Linked DNA regions of Oryzias latipes: region 2 is linked to region 1. The links are chromatin contacts, called in public Hi-C maps. All regions are on one chromosome and are shown on one strand. Each heading gives the region's core, a stretch centred on a gene start, on an enhancer-like site or on the middle of the called end of the contact. The rest is flanking DNA. Distances are from core to core; before and after follow the strand shown.

Region 1 (4,451 bases), core at 1,762-4,261:
AAAAAATAATTAAAAAAGTTATGATTCACAAGAACTTGTTAAAAAATGGATCAGAGCAAGAATAGTCATTCTGACCATTACAATAACTGAGTAATAGCTGTTTATCTCTCAATAGAAGTCTATGGGACTTTGGCTTTTTGCAACCAGCTGGTACTTCCTGTTTGGAATGCGAGGGGGAAAGGGTCACTTAGTCCACTTCTCTACAGTCAATGGGGTGCAACACAACAAAAAACACTTCCTATCCAAGTTGCTAATTTTTAAATTAAATCCCTTTTTAAGTTTGAGTTATAGCGTTGCTGGCAATCAATTCATAACACGTCACATGACTGGTGCTTACAGAGGGGTTGTAGGGTGGCTGTGCAAGCTCCTCTGTATATGATGGTGGTGGTGTTTCAGGTTCGCCGGTCGAATTTATATGGTACATTGGCAGTCCATGTGTGAAATCAACTGTGACTGGATCCGCTGAAACAACAAAGCACAACCATTCAATGTAGTTTAATTTAAAAAAAAAAGCTGTTTTTATTAACTTCACTTTGTGTTCATTTCCATATTTGGTACTCATAATTATTTCAGACATCGGTTGTAAAGAAAGACGTTTCAAAAGTATTATCAGAAATGATGACATGAGGAATTAAGATCTTAGATTTTGAGTACCGGTAGTGAGTTTTTGTGTTAAAGAAAAAAAAACTATACAAACCTCCCACAATCCACATAAAAAGGAATTACACTCTAAATCACATGGTTGTGCCTCCCTCAGCTGCAGCTGTAATCCTCGAGTTTTTCTTGAACCAAGCAATTATTCATTCTTCTCAGAACTCGGCCTTGGAAGAGATTTCTGTCCAGTCTTTGTTATGAGATTGAGTCATTACTTCTGTGTTGTTTTTTTCCCCCTCTTGGATGAGTCACTGCTATGCTCTTGGGGGAATTTTGTCAGGCCACTCCTGGAAAACTGCTTGTGGAGAATCCTTAATAATGGGTTTAAAAGTCACACAGCATTTACTACATTTCCTTTCTGGATGTTTTTATGTAAATGTCTTTATTTCTCATCTGTTTCTGAACTGGATCCAACCTTTTCCATTATTATAAATAACGTTTTCTTTTCTTCAGCAAAAGACGATCCTGTCCAAAAGTTTAAATATTTTTATAAAAAGGGAATATGGAGGTTAACAATGTTGGTGCTTATTTTTCAACGTGGCATGCCTGTTTTGACAGATGTTTTTCCTCGTCACAGAAGGCAAACAACGTATTTACTTTGCCCCTCGTTTTCTCTTAACTTTTCTCTCAATAGAAAAGAAAAGAAAAAGATTTCCCCATCATTTTAGTTTGTAGTTATTCGACCCAAAAGAATAGATAACAATATTAAAATTAAGTCATTGAAACACAAAATAAGGTGTATCTGTGTCCAATTTAAAAAAAACCCCACAGAAGATAACTAATCAAACAGTTTAGTATAGTTTTAAATAATCAAAAATGTGAGCGACCCCTCATTGGTGTCAAATAAGTAAGCATTACCATCTTAATACCACATTTTGGGTTATATTACCACTAACTCTGCTTAACTAGGGCCCTAATTGTGTGTTGAGGGTTTGCTCAAACTTTAGTACAGGTCTTGAGAGGTTAATTTCATCTACGCAAACTTTAATGCCTGTTTTAACAATATTTATCAGTAAAGTAAGTTAAAGCTACAGGCCGTTCTCATGTCAATAAGTTTCACTTACTGGAGTCTATGTAAGAGGGTGGGGGTGCTGTGGGCATGGGCGGGCCCTCAAATGCTGACACAGGCTGATATCCTGCATTGGATGGCTGGTTAGCAGATTGTGGTTGTGCAGGCTGGGACGCGTTGACGGCACTTCCATAAGCTGAAGAAAGTCACAATCAGTGTAAGTGAGGATTTCACTGACAAATGCAGAGAAGTGATATAAAGATTCAAGAAGAGTTAAAAACAAAACTCCTCTTTGTTTGAATGAAAGTCAAACAAATGTGCATCTTACAGCGTGGGCTGTGTCCTTTTCGACATTTCCGGTAGCACAAACAGCAGGGAGCCAAACAGCAGATGAGCAGAGTCACAGCGAGGATGACAGGAATTAAAGTTCCAACGATGATTCCCACAAGCACAGCAGTGCTAACAGAACTGCAACAGGCAGCCAATAGGAAGGAAAGATGAGGGAAAACAAAAAAAACACACATCTGTTTTATGAAACACAATGGTTATGTAAAACAGAACATTTTCATGTCTTTTCTTTTTTTATTTCACGGACTGTGACATTTTTTGAACTTCTGCTTAGTGGAAAAAGATGGACACACCTTTCAAAACACTGTTCCTGTTTTTCCTGAGTGAAGCGGAGTTTCTTGTCATTGCAGCAGTTCTTGAAGCTACAGTCCCCACAGCAGTACTTGGAGCACTGCCTTGCTTCGTGGAAGTTGCCATCCATGTCTCTGTAGCTGATACACAAATCACCTTTACAACACAAAGATTAATGTGAGAAATGAGGCAAAAAACCCATGTGAAAGCAAAAGGAACCAGAACCAGACCTGACAACAGTTCCATTCCAGAACACTATAACATTTTTACTGCTAAACTTTTGACTCACTTTGCTACTGCTTACATGTCAACAAAAACATTGAAAGAAATTGTCTTCTGGTTAATTCAATTCAATTGAAAAAAAACAAGGCTTACCCCATACTGTCCGAAGCAAAACAACACAAAAAACACACAAAGTGCGGCCTGAGACACCTGGGACCATGACTCCTGTGACGATGTGGAGACATATGACAGAAATGGAGTCTGAATCCTGGGTGAGACAGTTACTCCAGTTTGTGTGGGACCCAACCCTGTAGTTTGTAAACCAACAACATTCCTATCTACACGGGTAACACTCTCACCTGGATTACCATGAAAGACAGTATAAAGGGGAGATGCATGGACGTTTAACTGTTAATCCATCAAAGGTTTGAGTAGGTTTTGAACGACAAGTGCAGAAATTTAATGCAACATTTTTGGAAAATATAGGTTTTGTGGGGTTTTTTCAAAAAAAAATTTCCAATTTACCACTGTTCAGATTAAATATACTAAAAGGCATATTTTATTGTTTTACCTACAGTTGGGATTGCACTGGAAGAGATGGTGTAGCCCAGAAGAACCAAAGTGGACCATGTAGACGCTCTAAAACTTAATGTGCATCGTCTGGCAACATGTGGATGTGCTTGGTGGCTCCACCCAGGTTTGCTCTTTAACCAGTTTCATTGCAATTTTTTCCCCCCAGTGCATCCATTCCCTGCACCCTGTCCTAGGTTTGGATCACATGTGGTACAGTCTAAGCACACTGCGAAAACAAGCCCCTAGAAATAAGTCAGTCTCCTCCCATTGTTATTTATTTATTTATTTTTTTGCTTATTTAAAAAAAAAACTGCCCATAGGGGTAAGAAAAATAGTTTTACCACTACTGTTCCTAGGCCAAATAAGATAGAACTTTTCCAGCTTCTTCCAGTTGGAAAACAGCCAGAACATTGACCTACAGGAGGGCATCTGACCAACACTTCTATGAAATGTCAAAGTAAAAGAACTTTTATGTCTTTGCCTCGTTGGAGTTAACATAAAGAATACCCTTCCAGAAGTCTCTCCAAGTCTTCAGTGCATAAATGGTAAATCTTTATCCCATGGAAAGTGCTATATACTGGATTTCTCTCCCTGATCTAACAGAACTTCACTTGCAGTCCACACTTTGTCTATTTTTCTGCTTTTTTTCTTTTAAGATACTGTATACTTAACCCCTGATGCCTATTGATACAAATATGCATCAAACCAGTTCAGCTCCAAAATTACATTCGTTTAACATCGATTTGAAAGCAAAAACATACAGTTCATAGCTGGAAATAAATTAAGATACCAAGGGGTTGAACACTGCTGATTGATTGCTGGAAGTGTTTTTTTATCTGTCAATATAAAACATTGGTGTTATGCAGAGGGCAAAAGAAAAAAGAAAAACCAAGAGTACTAAACAGCTGTAGGCTCTGAACTATAATCTGAGCAGATTTATATTTAAAAATGTAATCACGCAGACTTGGAGAGCAACAACATTTATTTTATGGATATAAGCAAATAAATGATATTAACATACATTTTGGAACAACAGTAAACCCCAGCAATTAGTTACTTTTCCAGTGACATTTGAGACGGGTATGCATATGTTTTTTTTTCCTCAAGTCAACGTCATGGAACAACACTGATGTAAAGGAACAATCCCAGCACTGCAAAAACAATTCACAGGCTGCTTCTTAAGGAAAAAGGACACTTTTTCACACTAGCTTATGAAAGCACAAACCAACATTTAGCGGGTTTTTGTTCTTCTTTTTTTGCACAAAAATAGAAAAACAAAAAAGTTGCTAAGAAAAACTGGTATTGAAGTTAACTTTGTAACACAGAAAATGCCTAAACAAAAGTAAGAAATGAC
Region 2 (4,481 bases), core at 392-2,891, 190 kb before region 1:
ACTGCCTTTTCCTAGCTTTTTTCTGATACTCTTTTCTAACTTCTGATACCTTTACTGTCTCATGAGCGCCAGGGATGATCAGTCCAGGGCCTCAAAACTTATAGGCACAAACTTTTAGCAGAGGCTTAAAAGAGGACAGTGAGGCGACTGTGCTGAGGTCACAGTCATACCTCTTTTCTTCACAAAGACTGCCCCCCCCACAAAAAAAGAAAGAAAACGAAAGAGGCTTCTGGATGGTTTGAATTTTATCTAATAACTCTTTGTGTCTGAAAGGGTAACTTGACACTCCAAATTACTTTGACACAACTATTTCTTTCCCTTTTCACTTAAGAAAATAAATAACATTTTCTTTGCTCTAAAAGCTAACTAAGCTTGATTTGCTAAGAGCAAATACTTTTTTTTTTTAATTATAGTTATAAAAGTCTTTGTCCCATATTTTTCCATTCCCATTCCTTCCTCTCTTCCTCTCTAGCTCTTTCTCAGTGGGTTGACTGTCACACAGTACTAATCTCTGGAGCAGATGGAAATGCTTTAATCATTTGGAATATTACTTCTGGTCTCCTCTGGCATTTTAAGTGTCTCTTAAAATGCTAAATAATGATGGGCAGTCCTGCAGGTGCACAAAAAATAACAAGTTATGTAGTCTCTATGTGCTGGAAAAAAGGTTCAAATAATATCCTATTTAAAAGAAGTTTCAAATAAAGTTTGAAAGTTTAGTTTGAGAAGACTTGGGCTAGTGGTCCACATTTTTGCCTCAGCAAGCCAGGATTTGTCTGAATGCCCTCTGACAGCAATGGAATGTGAACAGTTTTCACCAAAGACCCTTGAGCCTTACCACCTTTCACTTTTTGCGCATCCCCTCCCCCCTTTCCCATATAAAATGAATCTGCAGTCTAAAGAGGAGTCTGCCAAGACCCCTAAAGCATCCACAGGTGTCAGACAGCTCAACTTTTACTAAGAAAGGAAGACATGTATTGCAAAACACATTATCTAGATCAGATTGCGTTTTAGTCTGCAATTTCAACTCAGGTGAAATTAAAAACTATAAAATTTTAATTTAGTCGATCAAACAACAGCCCGAAAAATCAAGACTTTATAAACCATTTTTAAATATTCTTCCTTCAATTTTGCTATGCTGTATATTTTTTACATTATATTTTAATTATACTTATCTTTTTATGCAATAACTATTGGTACATAAACTCCGAAAATGTCATCACCTAGAAAAGGTTTTGCAGAGGGAAGCATCCAAATATCAACAAACTTTGTGCGTAAAAGTGACTTAAGGAGACAAAAACAACTTAAAATCTAAACCAAAGTCCAGATTCTGTGCGTAGCAGGGTCTAAAGGGTGAAAATAATACCTTGAAAACCAAACCAAAGTCTAGATTCTGTGCGTAAAGTACCTTGAGGATGAACAAACTACCTTAAAATCCATACCAAAGTTGAGATTCTGTGCGTAATGCAGCACATTTTTGGAGTAAAGAGAGAGAAACGCTCCTCACATTAAATGCAACTGTTTGATCAGATAATGAAACTCTCACTTACGGTCGTCATCCAGCTGACATCTCACAACGGCTAATAAACAAAGTTGGGTTGCTACAAGTAGCAGTACAGTCCTGGATTCCAAAAAACTAATCATGTCTAAATATTAGACATGCACGGTCCTTATGGGAAAAGAAGGGCGCGAGGGGAGCAAATGCGTCTCTCGGGGTTTAGTGCTTTTTGTCCCCTTTCACAAAAGCCGGATCATTCGTCCTTCACACTTCCCAAGAAACCAATGGGGGAGAATCCAGCAGCAGGACCCGGACCTGCAGCAGAGACTCAGCACCGACCGCTTTGGGCCAGACGCTTTGGCTTTATGTGTCCGTTGCCTTCAATGAATCTTCGTTTATTCCTAAATATCAGTCCAGCCCCTTTTGCCCCCCTGTCAGGTTGAAATCTGAGCCCAAATTCCCTCCTATTCTATCCTCCAGGTTTCTTATCCCAGCCCCAGACCACTCCTTTCCACACGTGCCGAAATGCGCCCAGCAAGACTGGAACTCCCCTCCTCCCCATCACTCACTCACTCACTCCATCCTGCGTCCTCCTTTATAAATATTTGCAGAATACCATGCAAAAAGGTTCAATTGTACGTTAAAGTTTTACATTATGGATACGTCATGGGTATCATGGGTTATCTTGGGTATATTGAATTAGGAAACGTTTTCTTCCTGAATTTTTGTTGGGCTAGATTCGATATTACCTTTAAAACATTTTCTAATGAACAGTGGAGTGAATTGCTGCTCTGTCTGGAGGACCCTGACATTAGTGGTCACATGGTTTGGGTTTCTGATTTGTTTCTTTTCAATAAAAACATGTAACTCTGACAGTTAATTAAAAGAATATATATATATTTTATAACAACAACCAAAGCACTGAAACTGATTTGTAGTCGCATCAAAAAATATTGTATAGACCCCTACAGATATTTGTTAGCATAAAATCTGTTAGGGTGATCAGAGTTCAACACATTGACTTCTTTTTCCATGAAGTTATCATGAACCTCAGGAAGTTTTAACATTAAAGAGCTAACTATAGTTTAACCAATTACCATTCAATTTGGTTAAAATGTATATCTAATTTTTTTTAGGCAAAGTTGATACAATCAAACCAGTTTTAACATTTTTTAATCAACCCCAATGTCAGTTTATTACATTACAGTTTAGGATTTTTGTAGGATGTCCTTCAGTCTTCATGAAACCACCACAATGTCAACTCTCTGAGAGTCTGAATAAATTACATCTTAGACATTTTTTGAAACTACGCTATCACAAATATAAGACTTTGTTGTTTCAAATGGTTGCTCTCAACCATTTCCTTCCTCCCGTTTGACTCTTCTTAGCTCCTGTTTTAATAATAAATGACTACACCTTCTCTCACCTGGAGATGTTTAGGAACATAAAACATGACATTTTATCCCAGAATTTTTTGATCCATATTCCTGCATCACATGGTCTAAAAAAAGAAAATGAATAAAACCAAAGTTATCTTATAGTATTTAAACATTTACAGTTTTTATAATATCCTTAATCATGTCGAGTTGCCTCCTCCTATCATCTTTTGATCTATTTTAAAAGCACTCCCACCTGTCTTTTAAATATGATCATGCCATTTTTAGCCAAAATAAATGAATAAAAACCTGTGTTGTTTTCTAGTGTCTGCAGAACGTCAGGAGTTCGTCAAAGTTGCCTCTGAGTTGTAAAAGGGGCTGTTGGTTTGAGGTGGGCCTTCTTTCATTTCCCATATTCCTTTAGTTTACACGCTCTTCTGCTGGCTTATTAACCCCCAGCCTAATATTACCAGTGCAACAAAAATAGTAAGCAATATTGGAGGTATCCAGCTGTACAGTTTTGAGCCAGACGCCAGCTCAGACGAGGAAAATGAAGATGTACATGGATCTAGTCGTCTACAAGCAGATGCATCAGAATGGGGCAGAGCAGGGAGCTTGTGGCCTCCCGATTGCAAAAAATGTGATTTATTTATTTATTCATTTATTTACTTTTTACACAAAATTGTCTGATTCAAATAAAACAGATAAAAAACAGAAATAAAAGAGAAAAAACAGAAGTGACTATGTGCGCCTTTTTTTCCTTCTTTATCTTTAAAATGTGATATATACAGTTTAAATAAAAAACAAAGCTTTACAAAACAAAAGAGTTCAAGATTCTTTTAAGGCAGTATGGATCAGTGTTCTTCTGTTTTCATAGTGATTTGATTTTGATTTTAGATCAGACTTAAAGTCTTTCTTTTTCTTTAGAGGATGTGCTGGTGTGCTGGTGTGTTATTGTCGATGCAGCTTTTGGCTTTACAGTTGGATAGAGTTCCTGACATTTGACCTTTTAACATGTTAAGTTAAAAATGTGTTCAAATAAAATAGACAATTCATCAGTCTTCCTATATTGTGCTAACCAGTTATGTTTGTATTGGACTGAACTGTTCCCATCACCACACATAAATTGGGTTATACGTTACCATTTATCTGTTTTTGAGAAACTTGTTCCCAACAAATATTGGAAAAAATCTTTTATGTACATTTTATTTTATTTTTTTTTAAAAAGGAGCAATTATGAGGATTAAGGGACATGGGGGTATATTTTGTGTTTTTCCTTTTTGCAATTTTGTAAAAAACAAAACTATAGTTTCTAACAGCAAATGCATTCAAAGGATTTTTTTTTTTCTAATTTTTGATGAAGCAATTTATACAGAAATTAACAGTCTTGAGACAAATAATTTGGTTTCTTTTAAAGTAGCCACAATCTCACCATCAGAACTCTGGACAGAGCCTCTGTCACATGCTGCTGAGGCAACAAATCATTTGGGGAGGGGTCATGGAGACTACAGTGGAAGTTATTTTTTGTCTTCAGCTTTATTTTTGTGTTCAAATGTTAAATAAATATCAGAGGAAAGGGTCTCTGTTTCCCTTATAACAGTCCTCACCGC

The links. Hi-C and Micro-C count contacts between places; a contact is called where the count stands out from the background.
Region 2: a contact with region 1 is called in a Hi-C map of embryo, with 2.1 times the contacts expected there. The contact joins the promoter of col2a1a here to the promoter of LOC101159092 in region 1. A contact is called at or near these places in 3 of 5 Hi-C or Micro-C datasets (embryo and fibroblasts).

Annotation. Positions count from the first base shown.
Region 1 is chr5:10,058,457-10,062,907 of ASM223467v1, reverse strand. LOC101159092 (protein shisa-5-like) reads right to left here and starts at 3,011. Exons shown (of 6, transcript XM_004068667.4): 1 at 2,678-3,011; 2 at 2,305-2,458; 3 at 1,992-2,131; 4 at 1,719-1,859; 5 at 338-462. The coding sequence starts at 2,744. LOC101158845 (protein shisa-5) reads right to left here. Exons shown (of 5, transcript XM_004068666.4): 5 at 4,062-4,451. It overlaps LOC110015111 (a long non-coding RNA gene), which reads left to right. Exons shown (of 3, transcript XR_002290196.1): 3 at 3,102-4,257.
Region 2 is chr5:10,250,174-10,254,654 of ASM223467v1, reverse strand. col2a1a (collagen type II A) reads right to left here and starts at 1,641. Exons shown (of 53, transcript NM_001246659.1): 1 at 1,548-1,641. The coding sequence starts at 1,641.